2 separate regions of the Arabidopsis thaliana genome follow, and region 1 is linked to region 2. The links are chromatin contacts, called in public ChIA-PET maps. All regions are on one chromosome and are shown on one strand. The core of a region is the stretch at or near the end of the contact, and the rest is flanking DNA. Distances in the headings are between cores, read along the strand shown.

Region 1 (6,311 bases), core at 3,266-5,765, 49 kb before region 2:
ATTAAGTAAAAACCCTTCAGTGTCTGTATTACTTTTTACTGTTATATACACTGAATCAGTAACACCAAAAATAGGACGAAAATAACAAATTTCAAATCTTCCTGAATTCCTTAAGGCTCCTTATCTCGTGATTCTTCGACCAACGGCGTTTCCTTTAGCAAAAACTCATCAAGACTGTCGTTCTCTGTATCAACCTGAACGAGCTCTTTGAACATCGTCATGACTTGAATCATAGTTGGTCTTTTGAATGGCCGATCGTCCAAACATTGAGACGCAATCTTCAAGTAATGAAGTAGCTCAACATCGCCAGATTTGTCTGTTACTAACTCTGGGTCAAGTATCTCAGCTCCTCTCTTCTCTCTGTAGAGCTGTTTAGCCCATCCCACAAGGTTGTTGTCTTCACCAAACTCCTCTGGATCGATCGGTTTCTTGCCTGAGAGGAGCTCCAGAAGTATAACTCCGTAGCTATACACATCTCCTTTGGCTGTACATCGGAAACTCTGGTAATACTCTGGTGGGACATACCCGGGAGTACCTGCGAGCGTGCTCACGCTCAAGTGTGTGTCCAGAGCGCTCACCAGCCTTGCCATACCAAAATCTGAGACACGGGCAACAAAATCTTGGTCTAGAAGAACGTTGCTTGATTTCATATCCCTGTGGATAATATGAGGAATGCAGCTATGGTGCAGAAAAGCTAGCCCACGCGCAGCTCCTATTGCAATCTTCTTTCTCGCTGACCAATCAAGAAAGATTCCACCCTTCTTGGTCTTTTCGTGCAGAACTGTCTCTAAGCTTCCGTATTTCATGTACTCATAGACAAGAAGTCTCTCTTCACCAATCTTGCAATATCCAAGAAGAGGTACCAAATTTCGATGTTTGATTTTACCAATCGTTTCCATCTCTGCCATGAACTCTCTATCACCTTGTCCCGTGACTTGAATCAACTTCTTGATCGCTACAACAGATCCATCAGCCAGTTTAGCCTTGTAGACATCTCCAAATCCACCTGATCCGATCATACTATCAGCACTAAACCCGTTTGTGGCTTCTAAAAGGTGTGCAAAAGTAAGTTTTCGCAGCGGCTTCTCAAATGTTGCAACGTTGATGCTCAACGGTTCATGAACACTAGAGAGCTTCCAGCTGCTGCTACCAGATGTCGGAAGGCTCTCAATGTACTTCTCTCTCTGTTTTTCCTTCTTCTGAACCTTCCTTGCTCTATAAAGCGCCATAATAAGCATCACAATACACATGAAAGAAAACACAATCCCCGCACTCATCCCAGTCGCAATGCTCTGTTTTTTAGGGTGAGCATGAGATCTCGTGGGCCGGGAACCAGAGCTACAAGGTGGTAGAGGAACCCCGCAGAGGCCAGAGTTGTTGGCGTATCTTGTGAGTGGGAACGTCGTAAGTTGGCCTCCGAATGGGATTGGTCCGGTTAGATTGTTGTTAGAGACGTCTAAGTCGCTTAGAAAAGAGAGTCCTCCTAGTGATCCAGGTAAGAATCCTTGGAGATCATTGTGAGATAGATCAAGAACTCCAATTGCTTTCAATCCTCCGAAGCTATCCGGTATGGTTCCAGTTAACAAGTTATGTCCCAAATTCAAGACCTGAAGATATCCCATTGCACCATAACCCAAAGGAATAGAACCTGAAACCGCATTGTAGGAAAGGTCCAAGTAGATCATGCTCCCGTTACTGGAGAACATGTACATGGTCATGCCTGAGTATATCCGAGTCTTGGGACATGAATGAACCATTGGAAAATGCTCTAACCGCTCAGCACGAATTCCTTCAAACTCAACCAAACCCCCTGCACCTCTGCAATCCGTCCCACCTTCATTCCTCACAAACGCAAACTGTTTACCAGAGACGCTTCCGGGCATTACCAGTCCGGCCTGACTTGCAAGTTCACCTGGGAGATTCCCAGTTAGATTATTGCTGTTAAGATCAAGCCAGATAAGGTTCTTGCAGTTTCCAAGCTCACTTGGAATGTTCCCAGTTAAAGAATTGTTCCCGAGTTGCAGAATCGCTAACTTCTCAAGCTTTCCGATTCCTACAGGGATTTCACCGGTAAGCAGGTTACTAGAAAGGGAGATCCAAAGCATGTTGGTGCATTTGGAGATTGATTCTGGAAGAGAACCGGTTAAGAGATTGTTGTTTAAGATTAACGTTTCCAAGTTTCCTCCATCAACACAAATGCTCTCCGGGATTCCACCAGTGAGATTGTTCGCCCACATAACTAAGTCGGAGAGCTTAGGCAATGTCCATATCTCCTTAGGAATCAGACCAGTGAGAGCATTGAAGCTAAGATCTATAGTCTTCAAGCTCTTACATTTACCAAGCTCTACAGGGACAGTTCCTGAGAGGTAATTGTTGGCAATAAGCAACTTTTCCAAAACCGAAGAGCTTTGAAGAGAGCAGAAACCAGATGGTACTTCTCCAGTGAACTCGTTTGAGCTCAGATCAAGAACTCGCAGATTACTACAGTTGGTGAGCGAAATCGGAACAGAGCCTGAGATGTTGTTGAATGGTAAGTAAAGATTAGTGATTCTAGAGAGTTTACTCACGACGGTGCTTAAGAAATCACCGGAGAGCTTGTTGTTTCCAAGATTTAGGCTTTGTAATGAGCCACAAGAGGTGAATGATTGCGGAAGCTGACCGGTGAGACTGTTGCCGGAGAGATCGAGAACCTCTAGAGTTCGACAGAGCAGAGAAAGCTCCGGTGGAATCTCACCGGAGTAAAGGTTGTGTGCAAGAGAGAGCTGCCTCAGGTTCTGAAAATTTCCCCAATAGTCATCTCCGGGGATTTTTCCGATGAGACTGTTCCGAGAGAGGTTTAACGTTTCGAGGAGCTTACAATTTGAGAGACTAACCGGAAATCTGTCGCCGGAGATGCTGTTCTGTGATAAGCTGAATACGGTGAGGTTCTCACAGAGACCAAAGCTGAGACGAGAGAAGTCGCCGGTGACATTGTTGCCGGATAAGTCGAGGTGTTTCAGAGAATTCGGAAAATCGGCGATGAAAGTCTCCGGAATCTCATCGGAGAAGCGATTGTTCGAGAGATCAACGGTTGTGATTCTCTTGTTACTCGCCGAAGGAGAAGACTTCAATTTCCCGGCGAGCTTGTTGTGCGAGAAATTGACAGAAACCAGATTTAAACAGGTGGAGAAAACGTAATCCACTATTGAAGAGTCCGTAAGCGAGTTTGAAGATAAATCCAGAACCTCGAGAGAACATCCTGAAGAAGAAGAAGAATCTCCGGAGGAGAAGTTGTTTCCTTGCAAATAAAGACTCCGGAGATTAGACAACGCCGTGAGATTATTGAGATTTAGGGTTCCGGTAAGACCACCGTTTCGTAGATCAAGTCCAATGACTCTACCATCGCTAGAACAAGAGACGCCTCGCCAAGTACATGGGTCACGACCCGACCCGTATCTCCAGTTACCTAAAAAGTTGGTAGGATCCGACTTGATAGAGGTTTGCTTAAACGCCGTTAGCAGAGCTGTGTCGTTAACGTCGTCGCTGAGTAGCCGTCTGCCACGAGAGTCCACCGTTAGAAACAAGACGAGCAAACAGAGGATCAAGAACTGCCATTGTTGTTTCATGTTATTAGCCCACAAAGTGTTCGATAAAATTCCCTTAAGAATTCAAAGACTTCAATTTCAAGCTCAAGAATCTTCTTTTTGAGAAAACCCTATGCTCCATAACAACCAAATCCTCCAAAAACTTCACCGGATATGAGCTTGGAACGCTGAAAAATTCAAAGTGAAATTAAGATTAATTTTTCTGAAATAACTAGTGGCAAAATCAAGTCTTGTTCAAGGTAGAAGAAGAAGATACATACATGTATATGTGGTGAAGGAACAAAAAAGCGGAATCAAAGGCTGACAGATACGGAAAAAGAGAAGGGAGAAAGTACAGAGAAGAGACAGAGAGAGTTCTCCAAGTAAAGAAGACAACGTAGATGGTCTTCGACAGTGTTGTCTCTCAAAGTACGATGTTGCAGAGATGGTCGGATCCGGAACCAAAAAAAAAAAGAAAAAAACTGTTGAATTCAACTAAAAAAAGGGACTGCTTTAAGATTCCACATAAAGGAAGCGTGTTTAGTACGACCACTACATAAAAACGAATTTTCCCGGAAATAAAAAAGAAGTGTGTTCTTTTTGTATTTGCTTGACAAAATGAGAAGCTGAGAAATTCTCTGGCTTTCTCGTGACAGCTTTAGATAGAATTGAAGAAGAAGAAGTGATTGAGATCTTGTCTTATTTTGCTGGAGAAAATGTAAAAGCGAAAGAGAAGAAATTTGGCAAAGAGAAGAAAAAAAGAGGAGAAAAAGCTAAAGAAGACAAAACTATGAGACTAATCTTTACGTGAAAAGAGGATGCATAATCATTATATTAAAGACTAATTTTTTCCTAATTATTAATCTCACATTCCCACCTAATAGTATTCGTGCAAATAATTTATATTGCAATAGATCAAACTCTACGTCAACTGTTTTAAAATTTGAGTTTTACAGGTTAGGGGAGAATCTTTTATAAATCTAACAAAAGTTCTGTTTTGTGGAGGACTAGATTTGTTGCTTTTTCTAAGTGTTCTCATGTTGATGTCAAAGAAATCTACGAATTCAGTAAAATTTGTGCAACATGTAAATAATTTACAGTAAATTAGTATTTGTTCGATGTATGTATAGTTCGGTTTCCGTATAATTTAAATATTCGGATCTGTTGTAACTTTTTTTTTTTTTTTTTTTTTTTCTTTTTTTTTTTTTTAGGATCTGTTGTAACTTAATCTCTAAATATTCAAATATTCAATGCACCATATATATTCAATGCAATGACGAAAAATACCAAAGCATCAACACATATCCGAGCTTCAAATCCTACCAGTTACCGCATTATTTCACTGAAATAAGCTTTTCTCTAATTATTTTACTCAACCCTTTAAAGTCGACTATTTTCGTGTTTAACGTCCCAAAGCAAATCATATCCTCTTTTTTTTTTGTTACATCAATATCTGTATTATCTATATTACTCACTCCGCACGAACGTCTCACGCTTCCATAAATATCTGCACGACAAAATATCATCATAAAAAGAGAAATCTAAAACTACAAAATTCTAATATATTGTATTAATTAACGGTAACTACGATAGAGACCTAATTCCCCACCACCGTTCTCGTATTTTTCCACGCGTGTATGTAACTTTATAACCCTACACGCATGAAGCTCTAGTGCTTCGTTAAACAAAAACAAATATGGTTTATTGGTTTTTTATCTATGCCCTCTCGTGACTTATTTTTTTCAGCAACTAATCCCCACGTATTGTTTGTATTTATCGCTTTACCCTTACAATTAGTTTAAACCTCACGTAAAACAACTGTCAAATATTGTATTGGTTGGACAAATAAATAAATCGGATCCATAGTTTTTTTGTTTAAATTTCTACCAAGTGACCAACTTAATTAACCAAGTTTTGAATGTGTTTAGAAAAAAAAACACACACCAAATTTTGATTAATATATCTCTCTACACATTTTATATCAAATAATTGCATGAAACGTAAGTGTTATCCTGACAAAAAGGAAATACAAGTGTTTTCAACTATTACCATAATTATTTCCTCAAATATTGTTGACCAATTATGAATGCAACAGACGTGACAACAGCTTAATTTTGGTAGGTACGAGAGATTAAGTTAGGATTATCAATCAACTGGGCCTGTTTAAACTTAAAAATTATGCTTTTTCAAATATATACCCTCAACAAATTCGGAGTTCTATAAAACTATGAACTATATATACGTACGTATAAATCCTTTCATAATTTAAAATATTAATTAATTACATGCCCTTAATTATTTTAAAAAATCGGATGCCGTTGATTTCATTTGTTTATGCAATAATGCATCGTGCTTGGTTGCTCGTGCATATAATGAACTTGAATTTAAACTGGTCGAGTATTTGCGCCGAACTAAACGAAAAGAACTTTAATTTAGATAAATTAATCGATTTAAAGTTATCTTTCTCGTTTTTTTTTTTTTTCTTTTTTTTTTAACTTATCTTTCTCGTTCCTATCTTACTTTTACCTAAACACAAATATAGGTTAGGTACTCCAGTTAAGGTATCAATGAGTAATTAAGAGAAACATAACTGGATAGATAGAATTTTCTACAAGGTTTCTCCGTAAGCTATAAGCTATATATAATATGGTGTAAAACTGTAAATTAATATTAACCGAGGCTTCATTGGTTAATCATTTCTTTATATATGTATATATAATATATAGATTTCTGAAAAGAATAAACAAA
Region 2 (6,442 bases), core at 3,234-5,733:
CAATTCCTCTCTGTATAAAGAGAAATCAGTTTTCTTTTTCATCAATGGACCTTCTCATAAATCAGCTCTAAATTTCTCTTAAATTACTAACCTGGAAGGACTCTGTGATTGCAGAAGATACAGTTTTTTCAATAACTGGAGTTACTACACGTGCTAGGGTTGGACCAACTGAAGCAAATTCCTTCTTCATCGTTTTCTCAAACATGGCATTTAACTCTTTACTCGTGAAGTTTGTCGTTTCATTCATAATTTGCTGGCCATGGTCACGTAATGCCTTTTCATTCTTAACAGCCTCCTCTTGGAAGTGGGCCCATAGAGCATCAGCATTTGACTTGCTGGATTTCTCAATCATTCTCCCTAAGGCAACTTCTAGTTTTTTACCTTCTTTTACGATAGGGCCAGTGACAGCATTTGATAGTTGTCTCTGCATCTCCTTCTGCGAAGCCATTACCTGGAAGGGTAATAACGTTTCAGGTCAACAAATAAAAATCAAACAAAATTACCAAGGTATGAAAAGCAAAAACTGATCATCGATAAATGCCAGTTATATACCAAATCTGATTTTCGTTTCAAAACGAATGTAACAAAGGATCTCATGTGCCAAATCAAGGTAACACCAAGCTTAATAGTGTATCTCAGTGAACGATGCAAGAGTATAAAAACAAATATTGTTAAGAGAAATAAGTTTTAACTAGATTCAAGATAAATATGTCACCTGAGTCATTGTTTCTTGCAATGCTAACAACTGAGGAAGTAAATCTGCCATGGGATGATTTAAACTCTGACTTTGCTCATTGAAGGAGTCAGCCAGATTAGCAACATTTGAGGATGTAGATGACAACCCAGGACCCTGTGAATTTTTCGCCTTCTGCTTCTTTCCTTTGCTATTTGTAGCTACTAACCCACTAGATGAACCCGACTCAGGAAGCTTTGCAGAGACATCTCTTGAGTCAAGACCCCTTTCATCTCCAGCTTGTAAAGGTTGTCCATAAGCCATAGAATCCCCAGGAATGGCACTTCCCTCTGTAATAGGATGACGGTCTCTTGCCATCTCAGTGCTGAGATTTGAAGCCTGTGAGCAGAAGATATTTTCTCTACTTTCTGAAGTGTGATTCTCAGTTGTTTCGTGATAGTTAATTTCACCATTCTGCGAAGTCTGTGCTTCGCCTACTTCTTTCAACTCAACTTCTAAGCCTCTTGCATCATTATTCACTTCCTCAATATTTGCATCTCTATCCCTCTTGTCTTCAGTAGTAATGGAGGCTTCAGTGGAAGAAACGCCCATCAATATCTCTGAAGGAGTTACGAGATGAGTGGGCTGTTTGAAAAAAGCTGACGGGCTTCGAATCCCAGACACATCATCATCAGGTGTAACATTCGTGTCCTTGCTTCTACAGTTTTCCTCGACAGAAGACACATCCAAATTTCTTCCTCCAACATCATCAGTTTGCCTCACATAAAAATAATCAGCAGAACTTGTTTTGCCACCAAGCTTATGATGTGGTAGCACTTGCTCAAACGCTTCTACAGGAGTGTGATAGCCAGAAAGTTTACTTGATAGTCTGGGGCTTAGAGGAAGTTGAGGTGAAGGAGCATACGCAGAATCTACATCACTGGTCTCAGAAGGCATCCCAGAAGTTTTAGGCTCACCGTTGGGTGGAACAATTGCTGGTGGTGTGATCCCCGCTGATGCAGGGCCCGCTGGAAAACTCAACATATTAGCATTTTCCGATCTATTCACTAAAATAGATGGTTTAGGCACTGAACCAACTGAAGGTAATTCGGTAGGCTTCATTCCAGATGTTTCTAACGTGCTTTCAACAAGGTTTGCCTCCCGTGACACAGTAGAATCTGACTTCTCAAAACCCACATTCTCTCTTGGAGGTGGCATGCACAAGAATAAGTCTAATGTATACTGCTGGATTGCTAGAGTCTGAACACAATACACTTTAACAAATGGTTCTTCTGGGTGATCATTTGTCCCAATAAAACTCAATATAGGCATAGTGACTGTAAACTCGGACAAGTAATCCATCAGCGTTTCCACTGGAGATGAGCCATAGTCCAAATGCACGGAATATATGGCGTTCCTTCTCGCATTTGCAAGCAAAAGCAGGCCTGCTTCAGACAATGCTATGACTTGGTTGAAAAATGCCTTTTCAGCTTGTGGCTCAGTTGAACTTTTCAAATCAAGTGTCTGGGTACATCTCCACGATTCAGTATCAGCGGGTAGAAGCCACCCTTCTTCCCCAGCGGAGACCCAAATCTTGATTTCTCGATTTAGAGGACCCTACGAGAAGAACATTGCCAACAGTGTATGCGTTAGCAACTTAGCAGAAACAAAAGCAACAATTCTAAAATGTGAATTCAACAAAGCAGGGCCAAATAACATTATATAGCAATGAGAAAAGTAAGTAATAATTTGAGCAAACTAACCCCCGTGATAAGTATGATGTGATCAGGTCTTTCCGGGGATGTCACAAATATGGCAGAATTGACTGGAAGTCCATCATGAGGTCTCAATACTACAAGTGGTTGTGTCTTACGATCTTGCCATATCTTAACCTGTTGGTATTAAGAAAAAGTAAGCCTCACACACAAAAATACTAGCTGTTGCAAATTATTCCTGGTTGTGAAGAGAATCTACAGTGAGACGGAATTTAGAAAATCTCTTCAATTTTGGATGAGCTAGCATAACCAAACTAAAGCTAACGAGTCTCAATCAATTAAACTTCAACGTTACACCCAGTTAGCAGCGAAAACAGTTAAAATTTTAGTTCGTCAGGTAAATTCAACTTCAGAAATGTTATGAAAAGGAGTAGACGTATATTCCAAGAGTATAGTGAAGGAAATTATAAGAACAAACACAAACCGTGCCATCAACTGAAGAAGAAACCAGGCGCGTGGTCATCCATTGGCACATTGACAAATCTGTCACTTCTCCATCATGCTTACCCACAATCTGAACACCATCAATTAGTTTATCAAGATGACACTGGAGAGGTGCCTCGGCAGAGAACACTTCACCTCTGCCAACTTTTGTAGTATCGATTCGCAGCACATGTTTACCAATTGAAACTACCAAAATTTCCTGAAAGAATGGACTTTACACAATCAGAAGTATAGACACAACAGAGCGAGCTCATGTTCACAACAGAAAAATATGCAACTTCCCGTAGCAAAAGAAATATGTTGAAATACCTGTTTGTGGCAGTGCCAACAGACACGTGGATGTTTGGTGTCTTCCTCTCCAAGTATCTGAAGAGCAACAACTATCTTTCCAGTTATCTGGGATTGTTCATCTCCCTCAGATCCTTCGGAAATTTTCCACACAAAAACTTTTCCATCTAGACTAACACTGTTTTGAAGAAATAGACAAGTAGACGGTATGAAATAAAATGTAAAACGACAAAGTAGAAGAAGCTTATAGTTCCAGAACCATTACCTAGCTAAGAGATGAACATCTTCGGCAAAGAAAGCCATGTCCGTTACTCTCTGGAGACAAACATGTAGTTAGAATGACGATGATACCTGATGGATACTCGAATAAGTAACTGAGAAACAACGAACCTGAGAATGGCCACGGAACAGAGACCTCAATGCTGTGTTGATATTGAGAACACGAATGCTTCCTCCTTTCAATCCATAGCAAATGTAGACCTTATTCACAGCAATTTGCCTACCGAGTACAAGCTGAGGATCCGAGCCGTACTTGGTAATCGGAGTCACCTCCAGCTGCGGTTGAATCTCTCCCTGTAATCTCACATCAACATCATACACCGCATGTTCACCAACCAATCGCCTTCCCTTGGGCATTTTACCGCTTGGAACATGAATAGGACCCGAACCGCCGGGAAAAGCTCGAGCGATCTCGTTGTGATGCGACGGCTCTTGGTTCGCCACGGCACCTCCGTTGTTGAGGAGAGCGAGGATGTGCGTTCCCGGATTGTGATTGACACGGGGAGATTGGGGATTGAGAGGTGGCGTGGGATAAGATAGCGTTCTCTGTGGTTGCAAGTTAGTAGCGGAGGAAGAGGAAGACACATCCTGTTGCGTTTGATTCACCGGAGATGGTTGGGCGGCGATACCAGGCGGCGCGTATAGTTGCTGATTGTACTGGTTGTTAAGAAACGGACCTGTAGGGGGAGGATAAGGGTTGGATGAGGGTTTGAAGATAGTACCGAGATCGAACGGCGGAGGATTGTGAGGGTTAGTGTTACCAGGTGAAGACGCCATTGATTTACGATCGCCGAATCTAGGGTTTGCGATATCGATCAATAGACAAGTGTAATTTGAATGTGAAGGTTCGTGAATATATTTCAGAAAAAGAAGACTCGGCGGATCTGAAGAAGAAATCAAAAGTCACGTAGAGAGGGGAAGCGCGAAAAGCGAGTAGAGATAGACGATGATGACTTGAAAGGAGTGAGAGAACAGCTAAAGAAGTTTTGTAGACTTGCGTTTTCGATAGTGGGGCGTAAATCTGATGACTAAAAGTGATGGGGTGATAATCGCGCAACAAATTAAACTTGGGTTTAAAGGAATTCACAAGTAATTATTATTATATGGGCCACGCGCATCGGCCCATAGAAACCAACCGCAAGTATCTCTCTCCCTCCACAACATTTATATGAACCCTAAAAAAACTGATCGAAAGTTACCATCGTTCTTTCCTTTTGGTCTTCTCTGTGCGTATAGGATTCAAGGTGTCTTTTAGGTCGAAGAATAATGAACAAACATTTCGAGAAAACGTTGGTGTTGTGGAACATGACCACCTGTCCGCTTCCCGATGGTCATGATCCTCGTCTGGTGGGTCCGAGGATAGAATCGGCGTTGGAAAAGTCAGGCCAGTGGCGCTGCCGCCGGGGTCCTCTCTTTATCACTGCCGTTGGCAACCTAACGCAGATCCCTGGTGGTGACGAATCCCTGCGAACGCTTTCTTCCACTGGAATCGCTCTTAAACATGCCCACGGTTAGTTAAAAATCTTCTTTCATCTCTTTTTTTGTTAATTAGGGTTTAGATTAAACGTTAGTTTCCTTTACTTACTGAGACAGATATTCAAAGGGATTTGTTTGAGTGGACTGATGAGAATCTTGCTCCGGCTACTATAATGCTCATAACCAGTTCTAAGGACCTGAAAACTTTAGCTAGTACACTTTACGACATAGAGAAGAAGGGATACAGAATTCTTCTCGCATATCCTCCACGAGCTCTAGCTCTCCGGCTAAGCATTCTTAAAGATGTTCCTGAAGAGTTGTTCTGGGATAGCTTAATGGCAGGTATTTTTTATGGCCTCTCTCTCATAACATGCATCTGATAACAAGCAAATTAAGCTGTTTTGAATCCACAGATGCTGCTATGGAGGATAACAAACAGGAGCAACAAGACTTGTTCTTCAGGACTACAAGCGCAGTGAAACCGGTGAAACTCCCTTGTTTTGCTCAGAATGCGATTTTGGTGCCCAAAGCTTTGAAGATTTCACCACGCATCTCAAGAGTGAAAAACATGCGTATTCTGTAAGCAGCTCACTAGCTCTCTGATTCTAAACCATCATTCTCTTACCACAAGTTTCCCTTTCAAAAGTACATAATGCCTCTCATCTCCACGCAGGAATGGGACAGGGAGGCTAGTCATAACAATGTGGATCGACTAGACCCTGCTAACATGGTGCTGGGTCGATCAAAGGCAAGTTTTAATATCTCATCTCAAGTTGAGAGATTTCTGATTTCTGGGACTTACAGTTACCCTTTCACGACTTTACCTAATTTGCCATTCTCATGAAGCAGGAGTGGGACTTGCTGGTTACTCAAGATATAGCGTATCATACTTCTTCTCCTCTAACACTAAAGGCAAGTTTTAACATCTCTCATTTCTAATATTTGTGTATTTACGTGCTATTGTGTGAAGTACATATATAGCATTGACTTTGGATTTACTGACTTTGGTTGATGCTAAAACATTCAAGGAACTCTGCAAGATGTTGGAATTTGATGGTAAAACATGCAACAAGGGAAACGGTTCTACCATGGTGAAGATTCGACCAGAGGAGGGAAACCCCTGTTTTACGTCTGTTACCATGGTGAATAGTCAACCTTAACATCTCTCATTTCTAAATATATATATATATATATATATATATATATATATAATAACAATTGAATTTGGATTTACTGACTTTGGGTAATCCTAAAACATTCTAGGAAGAATGCATGATGATGATGAGAAAGTTAAAGACTGAGGAAGCTGCTGTAGAAGAGGAGAACCCCGAGAAGCCCATTCAGTCCATCCAAGTGCAACGGTCATCTGCAACAGAACAAGAAGACAAACCAGTTAGTTCTGTGGCTAAGAGAGCGTCAAGGAAAAGCATCTCCAGCTGTTCAAGTCAAGATACGATCTTAACTAATAGGCTCAAATGTTTAGAGGATGAGGATAAAATGTAAACCT

Evidence for each region. ChIA-PET counts read pairs in DNA pulled down with a chosen protein or histone mark.
Region 1: a contact with region 2 is called in an H3K4me3 ChIA-PET map of shoot, with 10 read pairs. The contact joins the promoter of BRL3 here to the promoter of VCR in region 2. A contact is called at or near these places in 1 of 26 Hi-C or Micro-C datasets (rosette leaf), 1 of 2 datasets of contacts at active chromatin or transcription factors (shoot) and 1 of 3 other capture datasets (seedling).

Annotation. Positions count from the first base shown.
Region 1 is chr3:4,344,534-4,350,844 of TAIR10.1, reverse strand. BRL3 (BRI1-like 3) reads right to left here and starts at 4,515. Exons shown (of 2, transcript NM_112183.3): 1 at 3,845-4,515; 2 at 1-3,751. The coding sequence starts at 3,605. The coding sequence ends at 111. AT3G02685 (a long non-coding RNA gene) reads left to right here and starts at 5,049. Exons shown (of 1, transcript NR_140935.1): 1 at 5,049-5,307.
Region 2 is chr3:4,295,323-4,301,764 of TAIR10.1, reverse strand. VCR (varicose-like protein) reads right to left here and starts at 4,483. Exons shown (of 12, transcript NM_112174.4): 1 at 3,571-4,483; 2 at 3,446-3,495; 3 at 3,202-3,358; 4 at 2,873-3,091; 5 at 2,437-2,565; 6 at 716-2,290; 7 at 92-451; 8 at 1-10. The coding sequence starts at 4,236. It overlaps AT3G13280 (Putative endonuclease or glycosyl hydrolase), which reads left to right and starts at 4,765. Exons shown (of 7, transcript NM_112173.1): 1 at 4,765-4,969; 2 at 5,053-5,277; 3 at 5,349-5,514; 4 at 5,620-5,707; 5 at 5,785-5,851; 6 at 5,917-6,077; 7 at 6,199-6,438. The coding sequence starts at 4,765. The coding sequence ends at 6,438.